Linked DNA regions of Zea mays: all the other regions are linked to region 3. Evidence: chromatin contacts called from public Hi-C data. All regions are on one chromosome and are shown on one strand. Each heading gives the region's core, a stretch centred on a gene start, on an enhancer-like site or on the middle of the called end of the contact. The rest is flanking DNA. Distances are from core to core; before and after follow the strand shown. Region 1 has its middle 4.2 kb from the start of LOC100281273. Region 2 holds the start of LOC103634486 (DDB1- and CUL4-associated factor 8). Region 3 holds the start of LOC100285887 (APx1 - Cytosolic Ascorbate Peroxidase).

What was found. A called contact is a pair of places that touch in the nucleus more often than the background predicts.
Region 1: a contact with region 3 is called in a Hi-C map of tassel, with 2.2 times the contacts expected there. The contact joins the enhancer-like site here to the promoter of LOC100285887 in region 3. A contact is called at or near these places in 2 of 25 Hi-C or Micro-C datasets (ear and tassel).
Region 2: a Hi-C map of leaf shows a contact between it and region 3, with 2.4 times the contacts expected there. The contact joins the promoter of LOC103634486 here to the promoter of LOC100285887 in region 3. A contact is called at or near these places in 3 of 25 Hi-C or Micro-C datasets (endosperm and leaf).

Annotation. Positions count from the first base shown.
Region 1 is chr1:43,978,829-43,983,220 of Zm-B73-REFERENCE-NAM-5.0, forward strand. No RefSeq gene overlaps it. Among protein-coding and RNA genes, the nearest start is that of LOC100281273, 4.2 kb to the right of the region's middle. Within about 2 kb of position 1,448, at least 20 of the 20 cell types and tissues checked have an H3K27ac peak or open chromatin away from gene starts, as enhancers often do. A contact at or near this core is called in ear and tassel, where this site is marked.
Region 2 is chr1:43,790,349-43,794,499 of Zm-B73-REFERENCE-NAM-5.0, forward strand. LOC103634486 (DDB1- and CUL4-associated factor 8) reads left to right here and starts at 1,813. Exons shown (of 5, transcript XM_008656225.3): 1 at 1,813-2,071; 2 at 2,879-3,130; 3 at 4,139-4,151. The coding sequence starts at 1,949.
Region 3 is chr1:43,522,885-43,526,832 of Zm-B73-REFERENCE-NAM-5.0, forward strand. LOC100285887 (APx1 - Cytosolic Ascorbate Peroxidase) reads left to right here and starts at 1,871. Exons shown (of 9, transcript NM_001159274.2): 1 at 1,871-2,142; 2 at 2,252-2,426; 3 at 2,527-2,592; 4 at 3,719-3,767; 5 at 3,908-3,948. The coding sequence starts at 2,024.

The DNA of each region.
Region 1 (4,392 bases), core at 198-2,697, 460 kb after region 3:
CGATTAGGTAAACTTTGCAATGCCCGGGGCTTTAACTTTGGTTAGAACTTAGTAGAACAGAGAGACTTCATAATAAGAAATGTAAAAGCTTCCCACGGTGGTTCATCTTTTCATGAAGCTGATGGCAGTGGCAAGCTGCGCCGCGCGTGTGTATCTGGACAACCGGAGGAGGACATCACGAAGATCAACTCAAATTCGTCAGTACCACCTGCAGATCTGCTTCCACTTCATGGCCACGTTTTCCGGAATTCTTCTGAATTTCTGATACCGAGCATTACCAGAATGCGACCGTACAAGCTTGCGCACCCCGGCCCTGAAAGTGGAGCAAAAGCAGCACCGAGGAGGCATCGGAACCTGGAAACTTTCCTGTTTCGACCGCTCAATGTCAATGCAGCCCTGCAACAGCTGGGTGGCTCCATGCATGGTGTGAAGAACCAAAACACTGCTGCCTTTTTCCGGCCTACATCCATGATCCGCCAAGATGTTTCTCGATGGTGGTAGACATTTTCAGTCTTTGCTTGCGAGATAACTGATGACGCTGGATGATGAAGTCCACTCCGCTGAAACTGCAAGGTTTGAAGGCTATGTGTATGAAGGTGACTGGTCACTAATCTGCTTTTGGCAAGAAGAAGCCACATCCCACAGCCCGGATGTTGATCTGATGCACAAGTCAGAGTCACAAAACGAAGCAGCGGCACAATGCCAGTCTGAAAAGAGTTCAAAATTAGGTTGTATAGCATTAAGTTTCCTTTTAGGACCAGTCCGGCTCTAGAAAACTTAATAGAGTTGGTGTTATGTGCTAAAAAAATCGTGAAAGTAAAAAATTTGAACCTTTTGAAAACATTTAGGGTGTGTTTGGCATGGCTCTGCTCCACCCCAGAGCAGCTCTACTCTAAAACTCTGGGTGGAGCAGCTCTGCTCCAGAGTTTAGATTGTTTCTCATAACCAGTGGCAATGGCGGGTAAATAACTCAAAACTCCATGACTAGGTTGCTTTTTTGGAGTTTTCAGAGCAGCAAAAGAGGTACTCCAAAAAATTGTACTGCAGCTCCAAAAACTCCATAGAGTTTACAACTCTGGAGTTATGGTGTTTGGCATGCTCTGGCCAGCTCCTCCTTGGAGTTTTGCTCTGGAGCCATGCCAAACAGGCCCTTAGATAGATTATTTTGTTTATTTAGCTTGCTGATGAAGCTGGAATCCGGAGTAGTCCTAAACATTCTCTAACGCCTCTTTTGGCATGGCTCTTTTAATTCAACAGTTCTTTAAAAAATATCTCAAAGAAAATAGAAAATAGGTAGAAGCGGCCTCAGAAACCGAGCGAAATCAGAAGGGCAAAAAAAAAAAGGCTTCACTGACTCTCTCTTGTCCACCCCTCTCACGTAAAGACAGAAGGAGCCAGAGCTGTATGCAAGAGCTCTACCAAAACATGGCCCAAATACAGTCTAGTACAATTGGGCCAGCGTGCTCAGATAAAAGGCCCATAGAAGAATGTGGTTAGGAGCAAGGGCGAAGGGAGTAGGACAAGTATTACGGGAAATTGATTTTCGGCCTGCTTTGTATACGGACCAGGCCGATTCTAGAAGCGCCTGAGTTCTTGCTTTTCCGTGAGATTCACGGGGTACGAAAATTCTTTTTATTCAACAAAAAAATGGATGCCACGTGGAGTCCTCAACCTACAATACTGAGCATCAAGTAATCATTGTCCACTGACTACCGTTGATATGCACCGTTCAACCAAAAAATGTTGAATCCTAGCCCTGACCTTGAAGGTAAAAAAAATGCTCTGAACCAAGCCTATCAGCGATTCAATTCGCCTTGAAGTTAAAAATTCGCAGCAGCCCCGGTAGCTGTTCCGTGACACGCAGTTGGTGAAACGTAACGAGAGGCCCGCCCGCCAGTGAGCGCGCCGCGGCACCTACCCAGATACCCAACGCAAAGAGTTCCCTCCCACTTGACTAATACGACGGTCGGCACGGCGTCACACACACACCAAAAAAAAAAAGCGCCCTCGAATTGACGAGCCAACGGCGGCGCTAACCGCCGGCCAGGCGGCCAGGGGGAGAAGAACGCACCCCCAAAATTTCGCCACCGCCGTTCGCACAACCAACCACATCAGCAAAGTCAAGGCCGTGCCGAGCGAGCGTCCACCGCGTTTTTCGTTCCCTCCCCCAGACAGAAAACGCCAGCCGAACTCCAGCGGTGACATGTGCGCGTCGACGCGCCGTGCGAGTGCGACGGGGTGAGTTGGATCTGGTGGCCGTGCGCGTACAGCGTAGTACTGCCAAGCTACATGGCTGGCTGGCTTAGACGGAAGGAAGAGCACGCGTATATTTATTTGTTAATGCTAATAACAAAAGCATTTGCTTGCGTGTGCTTAAACTTGCAGCTGACCACAACCACAACCGCAACGAACGGGGCGCGATGAGCGTCGGTGGTGCACGAGGCGCGCGCCGGGGCCGGGCGACACGAAACCTCGTGCCATATGGGGCAAGTATGAAAACAGCTCATCCTCCGGCTTTTAGTTCCCTTCCCTGCTAGTACTAGTCAGGGCCTTTGAGAAACTAATCCCATGTCAATTGTATACTATACCAGTAGTAGTTGTATGCGTCACGGTTGTCTCCGCTGCCTGCTGCGTACGTCATGGGGTTTTTCCCTTCGCCCGCGACCGACAGAAGCGGGGGGAAACCCGCGGTAGGCGAAAGGACCGTTTCGCGGACGTGCATGTGGCCACCGGCCGTAGAGATGGGAACGGCAAATTCGGGAACGACTCCCCTTTCCCGTCTCGGCCGTCCGCCGAGAGTAAAATTCCCTTACTAAATACAATATTTATAGAGTTAAATTAAAACTGGTTATATTGTGTCGATACAAATTTAACAAACAAGATTTAAAAATACAAGGAAAGTCTTCTTTAAAGTATAGCTTGTTATTTTATAATAGACTATGCTCTAAATTTTAGTATAATTTTAACATGGACTAATTTAGATGAAGAAAACTTCGTGGGATGGGTATGCGACTATGCGGCGAACGGGTCCCCGCGAACCCGACGGGAACAAAGTGTTCACCGTTTCGATCCCCGTGGAGACTAAATTATCCGTCTACGTGCACTAATAGAGAAATTCTCTGTGTGAAATTGGGGATCGGTCCTATTGCATCTCTAGCTGGCCGGAGACAGACACACTGCCGGTTTGTTTTCCATTTCCCTGTTTTGGCTCTGGCCTGTGGGTGGCCGGTTCCATCCCGTCGTAGTAACAAACTCCTTGCTTCATCTGCAAGAAGATGCACGAAACGAGCTGCTACCTACTACTGTAGGTGCTATCGCTGTGGTTGGCCTGTGGGGTACTACTACTAGGGTGCCAAAGAATGGGGGAGAAGGTGGTCGCTTTTTTTTTAATGGCCAAGTTCTTGTTTGTGAGCTGCAAACGAATGATGAATCGCTGACGACCATTGAGCAAAGCGAGCTGTCCTTCTTCTGGGTTGGCGGGTTGAGGCCCTTCGATGTGAATGGGTTGGAGTCAGGGGGATGAAAATCGTGTGTGCTCATCACATGCATGCGCTGTCTGACGACTGACAAAGTGACAACATTCGGGGGGGTCGGTATCGGTACCCAGCCGGTTGCGACCAATCAGCTCGGCGGGCTGAGCTGAGAGAGTGCCCGGCGCTCCGTTGCCTGTCCGCCACCGCGGGACCGCAGGCCACAGCAGAACAAGAAGACCAGGCCGGGCTCGGAGGGAGAAAAGCGCCGCTCATCGGCCGGCCGGCCCCGCCCCGGTGCCGCGGGGGTCGGTCAGAGGCGATGACACACCTCGGATCAGACACCAACCAGAAGGAAAGCCACCAAAACAGGGCCTCAACCACCGTAGAAGGTCCGACTCCGACGCCCGATTTTTTTTGTATTTTGTCCCTTTATCAATAAAAAATTCACGTTTAGATTTTAAAAAATTTTAATATCATTTTTGGACCATTTGCTCGGCGCCATAGCCTATAGCGCCGAGGTAACACATCTAGGCGCCATAGGCTATGGCGCCGAGGTACGTGCTACGCTGGCACAACCTGAACGACGTGGCGTCAACGTGGTACCGAGCTCGGCGCCAAGATCTATGGCGCCGAGCTCGGATGTGTAATAACAAAGCATTTATAGCTCAGTCGGTAGAGTGCAATGCTTTTAACCTTGAGGTTGTGGGTTCAAGCCCTTGTGGGTTCAAGCCCCATGGTGGACATTCAATATTTTTTTGTCTTTGTCACTAATTTGTTTTTTTGTTGTCCATATTTTTCGTTTATGTCGCTGATTTATCCGTCCAGATTTATTTTTCATCTTGTTTTTTTATGACTGATTTATTTATTCATCTAGATATTTTTTATTTTTGTTTTTGTTTATTCAAACTCCGTGACACAA
Region 2 (4,151 bases), core at 563-3,062, 270 kb after region 3:
CATTAATGGATAAGGTCATCTCCTCATCAGACCTACTTCCACTTGTCTCCAAAAAATCCAACATCTCATCAGACATCAATGGTCCTCTATCTCCTCCATCCTCTAAAGTAATACAATTCAGCTGTGGGTGTACAAGGGCCTTGCACTTGTGTCCTAGCACATATTTTTCCACACCTCTAACACAAATCATTTGCTCTTCTATATTCTTTTAACTTCTTGGCCTTCCACACCCCCTTGTGATTCTTGGTTCTCCTTCATGATGCGTGGCAGAACTGTTCTTGCTCATGCACTCTTCTTCACCGAGGGAGCTTGTCTGTTTTGCCACTTCTCATGTTTCAAGGACAATTGTGCTGCCATCGAAACTGTCTTAGGAGACTGAGTTTCCACCACAAGCTTCAACTCATGTTTGAGGCCCAGCATAAACTGAGTTACTAGTAATGTCTCACTAACCGCTTTGTCAAATAGTTTGATGTAGTAAACCAACTTCTCAAACTGAATTTTGTATCCCAGCACTGATCCAATCTGTCACAAGGTTAGTAACTCTAGCATCTTATCAGAATGTGTGGATACTCAAACTCATCCAATATCGACATCTTGAAGTGAAAGCACTCCATAAATTCGACTGAATCACGTAAAGCCTGGTACCAGTGAGCAGCCCTACCTCTCAAATGAAGAGATGTAGCACTAACTATGAACTCCTCAGGAATCTGGTATAACAAAAAATAAGCTTCACAATTATCGATCCAAACTCTAGCCTCATCTACATCAAACATCGGGAACTCCAACTTTGGCAACCAGCTTCTTCGATGATTCGGATCAGCATCTGCACCCATTTTGTTGCTAATCTCATGTCCCGACCTTGCTTCCTCGACCGACAAAGTAGCAGATATAGAGGAAGATACATGAACTCCAGGTGGTCTGACATGAGGGTGTGCTCCCATTAATCTGTCGCCCGCAAAAACCCACAGTGTTGTGGGTCCACCCCGGGCTGCAGTCGTCACCGCGCTAGACAGCCGTACTTGCTCTTGAGACATCTAGGCCAAAGAATTAATGGAGAGATCCATCTTGGCATGAAGATATTGCGTAATCTTGTCATGCTCCACCTGACGCGTCTCAATCTCTTCCAATTTGTTAGACAAGGTGTCCAACCCGTCCAACTTCTTTGATAGCTCCTTGATCGTCACTGTCGAAGCCTCCAAAGCCCGTTGAAACTTCCCGGACATCCGCGTCTCCACTTCCTCCATGGCGGCGATCAGATGGTGCGCTTGTGCAGAGGGTCGACTTGTAGCCATGGTGGTACAAGTCATGATTTTTACTGGTGTATTTTTGATCCGACAGTAACCGGTGTGTTTTCCATATTGAGCTTTCGTTTTCGATGTTTTCAAATTACTGATGTCGTTCCCGTTTCCGGAGTTGTCACTTTCGATTTTGTTTCTGATGAAAAATATGAAAACGAAAATGGTTTTAGTGTTTACTGTCTGTTTCAGATTTTAGGTATTCCCAGTTTAGGTTTGTTATTTCGGATTTGAGTTTCAGTTAGCGAGTTTTTTCAGCCCTGGATATGACCATAGGTGGTCACGATATATCTTAGAGCATCTCCAACAATAACTCAAACTTGTGCTTCAAATTAAAATATGGGGCTCTTTGTAGAAAAAACTACTACAATAGTGTCTCATTTCATAAATTTTTCTTAAAAATTATATGACATCCTCTCAAGTGACTTATAATCTAGATTTAAGAATTTAGTATTGGAACGAGATATTTTATTGTTGTCATAAATTTTATAAAATATACTTATTTTTAAATTGTAGAGCATTTTTATAGGTCATTTGTCGGAGATGTTACCACTGTCATCCTGCTCCTGCGCCTCGACTAGCAGATTCTACCATTTAAAAATCCCACAAAATCCCCAACCCCTCCTATCTCCTAGTGCATTCCACCGCTCACCATGGCCGCCGCCGCCATCGAAGCAGCTGGTCGCCGGAAGGGTAGCTGCTTCTTGGAAGTCGGCCGCCGCGAGATCGGCTCTTCATTCCCCCGCGTCTCTTCCCGCCGAATCAGCGGCTCCGAGGTTCTTTCCTTCTCTGTTAATTTCTGTTTGATCCTGGCACTTCGAATTTTGGAATCCTTCCGGAATTCAGTATCTCCTACTCGGTAGATGATTCGACCATATCTGCTCGGTGAACTTTGGAAGGCAATGCGTAAGGGTTCATATATCTCTCGGTTGGGTAGAGTACGATGGCTGGTGGGTAGGTTTAGGTTCTATTGTTGATGTGGCGTTGAGCTTGTTTGTACCCGTTTAGCAACTTCATTTTGCGAATTTATGGAACTAGTGCTGTAAATCTCAATCTCAAATTTAAGCGTCCGAATAAGACTGTCTGCTGTCTGGGCCTATAGATTAGACACAATTTTACTACTGATGAAATTTGTGACATGGGGGATAAGATTTATACATTTTGTTCAAGTTTGATGTCTACTAGTTGGCTAGTTTCTTTCCCAAGCGTTTCTTTTCAAGCTTGACGAATGTCGTATTGGATGGCATGTGTTACAAGATGTTCCAACTCTAGCTATATAACGTAAAGAGGGCAGACCTAGTGCTAGAGGTTCCTACACTTGTGGAGTCTAGAAAAAGGATGAACCAAGGCACCCCGCAAATACGGTGAGGTTGCTTCAAATTGGCGACCTGATGGCTCAGTAAGACAACTTTCACCACTGCACCAGGATTGCCCTTCTCTATATAACAGATCATGACGATGATTTTTGTGGTAGTTTTGCTATATAACTGTTTCTTTCTACGATACAGAGTTGGCTTTAATCACTGTTCTTATATGTGGTGCTAATTGCTTGTCATTTTTGTCTTTCTTCTTCGAGGGAGTAGCATATAGTGTCGTCTATGTCTCAGTATGGAAAATTGCATGGTCATGAAGGCTGTGTTAATACCGTAAGCTTCAACCCTGCTGGAGACCTCCTTGTGTCTGGTTCAGACGACACAAACATCATACTATGGGACTGGCTTTCTAAAACTAAAAAGCTTGTTTACCCTTCTGGTCACCAAGATAATGTCTTCCATGCTCGTGTGATGCCGTTTACTGATGACAGCACCATCGTAACTGTTGCTGCTGATGGCCAGGTTTGTCTCTACCAGCAATGATTTGGATGGATGCATTACATTTTTTTATCTGTCTCAAACAAGTTCAAGGAACTTTTTACCATGATTTATTTCCTGGCACGTGAATCATGTGTAAAGAGACTGAGGTCATTGCACATAATATCGTAATAAATTATTATGAGAAAGACAGCTGTATGTAGAATACCGTTCATCAGCCTTGCAACCCTAAGTAACTTATGCAACACATTCGTAAACCATGTTGAGCTTCTGCCGTGGTTCTAGGTAATTTGTTTTTTAACCTACTCTCTCCATCCCAATGTAATTGAAGCTATGGTTTTCATGCCGGTCAAAGTTTCTCAAGTTTGAGTAGACTTGTAGAAAATATTAGCAACATGTGTATATCCGAATAAATTTATTGTAAAAATAGATTAGGAAATCTATCTAATGCTAGTAATTATGTACTATAAATATTAATGTTTTCTTGTATATATTTAGTCAAATTTAAAAATGGTTGACTCCTCGAAAAGCGAGTCTATTTTGGGACGGAGGGAGTAGATGGCATGATGGCAACTATTATTTCATGCATAGGACATCACCTATACCCTTAATAAGGCAAACTACAAAAATGGAGTAGATGGCATGATGGCAACTTATGTCAGCATTGCAGAAATCCTTCAACGAAAAACACTAAGGCAAACTACAAAAACATCATTTTCCCTCTCAGGCTTTTAGCTTCGAACCTCTTTTGTCTAAACTGGAGCAGCGCTTTCAAAAGTTAAGGCTATGCAGAATTTAAACTTTGCTGTTGTGGAAATTGACCCACAAATGCTTGCATGCATCTTTATTGTCGTGCCCTGAAATACATATTATTTTGAAGTAAGCTTGGCATTGCCTACTTTTTAATTTTCTTTTTACTTAGTACCATATTGGAAATGATGTTACTGGCTACCAGCTCCTTGTACTCCATGCTAAAACATCATGGATGTTTTTCTCTTCATTGCAACCAAATAAACCACTTCTGCCACCCAGGTACGAGTAGGAC
Region 3 (3,948 bases), core at 621-3,120:
TCTTTTCCCCTTATGTGAGTTTTCAATAGAAGTTTCTCACGTATGGTTTTTAATGAGACAAATCATGCAACACAGCAAGCGTGAGCCATGTACTCTTTCTCCAAATTTTCCCACTGGGTTTTGTGGAGTTTTGGGACATGTGTATCTCACGGCAAGAGGGCCAAGGGGGAATGTTAAGAAACCAGTTTAGGCCCCGAAGGCCCATGTGACTCATCTAGCCAAAACCCTAACTATGCACTATATATAGAGGAGGACATCACCATTTGTTGTAACCAGTGAACAGAATACATGAATGAGAATATCAGTTCCTCCTATATCTTTGTATCTTCAGTTTTTTATAAGTTAAGAAACCTTTGTACTACATTCAGTAGCAAAAGGTTCTTAACACGAATCACCGCCGCGCGGGTGCCATTACCCGTTGTCGCGGTGCGCGTGCGCATTTGATGCGGGGTTGGTGCGGATTCCTCGCAGCAGCAAATGGGGGCCGTTGCTGGCCCGTGGCCGGGTGGGGTGGGACATGGCTGTACTGGGTGCGCTATTTTTTTAAGCCGGAATATGCTTCCGTTGCTCGCACGATCTGGTCTGATTCCGAGCTTTTTATCGTCCTTCTCTACGCGGCTACGCCGGACGTAGCGAGCTGTGACGGCGTACTGTGCTGTGCTGCCTCTGCGACTCTGCGTGACGATCTGCTGCGGCCACTGCGGCGTAGCGTCGAGAGGAGCGGTGACGGCGTGCTGTGTTGCCTGGGACAGAGCAGCGAGGAACGCCTTCCACACTCGATCCAGATAATTTAGCGCTTGGAGACAGTAGACGATTGGAGCACGAGCACGACGGATCCGTTCCTCAAATGATGTTGTTCGCGAGTTCTTTTTTATAAAAGAAAATGTCAGTATACAGACGACAGTACGTAATCTGGACGAATCGATTCGAGGCGATAGCTGATCTGCCCGTCTCACCCACCTTTGGACTTTGGGTTGCCGTGGTCTGCCACCGGCACCGGGTCACAAAAATGTCTCTGCAGCTCGCGTTCAGAACAGGAAGGCATCAGGCTGCCATGCTTCTCAAAGCCGGGATTCATGGCTGGCTTGCCGTTGCTGCTTGCGCGCGGTGGCCATTGAATTGAACAGTGCGTGAGATAGAGGACGGATCATGCCGGTGGCACCCTGCTCGAGAATAGTGGCCGGCGTTACTATTTCAGCAGGCCAGGGCCAGTGGGCCACCCACCGCTCGCCTCACGTGGTCCGCGCGTCCGTGAACCCGTCGCTGCTCCGGTGGCCTTCCAAAACCCATACACCTAAGAAAGTTTCAAATTCTAACATTTCAATCATTCAAATATCAAATAATCACACAAAAATAAGCTTAACTTCAAATATTACGAACTAGATGATTACATAATTTCATAGTTAAACAAACAATATACCAAGAATGATTTGTTTAACTAAGATAGACTTTATTAGACAATAATAACGATATACTACAAGTACATTTTATCCATAAACATGCAGCTATAGGTAGTATCTACCCATATCCGTATGCATTATCAACGAATAGAGATTATTGTCCGATTATTGTCCATTGACATATTCAATTTTATAGAGATTATTCTATACCGTCCTTATATGATTATATCGAGTAAAATCTGTTGCATTTCTATATCATTTTTATATCGGTTAAAACTACTGGTCATTGAGATTTAGGTTTCGGGTAAGTATTACCATCTCTAATTCTGAGTGCCCACCTGAGCGCAGACGATAGCGTTGACATGCCACACGGCCCAATCATGCCCGTCCAAATTTATATCCTTTCTCCCCGTACGATCGTTCAGATTGACGGCCATGATGCACCCTACGAGAAGCTTCCCTTTCTCCTTGTCCTTGCAACCCTCCGCCCTTTCGGTTGTCGCAATATAAACTTGCCGGGGAGCGTGGCGACCATTTGCCCCCAGCAGATCTTGTGACCCTCCCTCAGCCGCGTCGCGTCGCATCCTACGATCCAAAGCTCTCTCTGGTCGCAGGTCGCAGCCATGGCGAAGAACTACCCGACCGTGAGCGCCGAGTACAGCGAGGCTGTGGACAAGGCCAGGCGCAAGCTCCGAGCCCTCATCGCCGAGAAGAGCTGCGCCCCGCTCATGCTCCGCCTCGCGTAAGCCTCTTCTCCCCCACCTACCTCCCCTGCGCTGCGCGCGGATTTCCAGATCTTCGTGGGCGAGTTTTTTCGGTTGCATGATTTGGGTTTCCGTTTGGTCGCGCAGGTGGCACTCCGCGGGGACGTTCGACGTGTCGTCGAGGACCGGCGGTCCATTCGGCACGATGAAGCATCAGTCGGAATTGGCTCACGGCGCTAACGCGGGGCTGGACATCGCGGTGCGGCTGCTCGAGCCCATCAAGGAGGAGTTCCCAATCCTCTCTTACGCCGATTTCTACCAGGTCTGTCCCTGACCCCGCATCGATCTGGTTGAATGATTCGATCTGCCTGAACGGATGTGCGTTTTGACCACGTACCTTTCTGTCTCTGCTCCTGTTGCAGCTCGCGGGAGTTGTGGCCGTGGAGGTCACCGGTGGGCCTGAGATTCCCTTCCACCCCGGTAGGGAGGTGAGATTTTCGTCCTTTTTTTTGTCGTCCATCTTTATCTGCCTTTGGGTTTAGCCAGGGCTTAACCTTTTGTTTCGAAATCTCCGAAGAGGTTGGTGTGAAGATCGTTTGGTTAGATCGTGGTTGCTTAGTACGACCTATCTATTTGCCTTTTACCATTTGCTTGGTAGATACCTCTTACAGTTAGCGATAACCATTTCTTCATGACACGTGATTTTATCGCTGCAGGTAACCTTTGTTTTCCTGTAAGCTTTGTCTCTGATGTTTGTGTCCACTAGTTCAGGTTTCGATTATTTTATAGATATCATATTGAACATTGTGCTGTGAAAGTTAATTTACCCATTTAGTGTAATCTTCCTCAATATATGAGATACAGCTGTCAGTATGTGTATAGTTAGTACTCCGTATTTCATTGTTTGTTTGCATTCCTTGTCTCTTGTAGATGTGGTAGGGTAGTCCTATTACTAACTCTAATGATTTTTTTTTCATACTTACAGCTCTCCAGGGTGTTTGAGGAAAAACATCAAAAAATTTGTTGCTTTTAGAAGCTGTTTCTAACATCAATGGTTCCTTGGCAATTAGAAAATGTTCATATAGCCTTCGTTTTGTGAAGTACTGTTGAAATGCTTGATTTCTCATGGACAAATAATCAGCCGTTTTGTCATTTCATATTGGTGTTCTCCATCCAACTTTTTAGTGCTTTGAATGATTATATATACTTATTCACAGTACCTGTTTTGTGCCGTCTAGATAGTTCTGGTTGCCTTACCCAGATGATGTTGTGCATTATGCAGACCACGCACACGTATGATCCCAGTTGATACGTTGTCATATTATACACATAGACCATAAATTTTCTGCATGTTGTCTAAAGCTATCTATTTTCCCGTGATTTGTCATTATGATGTTGGGTGACAATTAGTTAACATTTGGTGATAAAGTTGTTTGCTTATACCCCCCTTTTTCTCTTGAAATTCTTATAAGTATAGAGATTGCTCTTGAAATTCTTACAAGTATAGAGATTGGCATGACTGACTGATAGTATTTTTTGTTCCACCCCTTTTTTGTCACCAATGTTTGTCAATGTAAACACCTAAGTATTTACATCTTTTATTGTCTCTTTCAGGACAAGCCTCAGCCCCCACCTGAGGGCCGCCTTCCTGATGCCACTAAGGGTAGATCTCTCGTCTTCACTATGATTGTCTTGAATGATGAATTGATTGGTTATATTTACCACATGTTCTTCATTTGCCAATTTTCTTGGCTAGGATATACTATACTGTCATTGATTTCTTGCTGCCCCTTTTTTAACCAGGTTCTGACCACCTGAGGCAAGTTTTTGGCAAGCAGATGGGC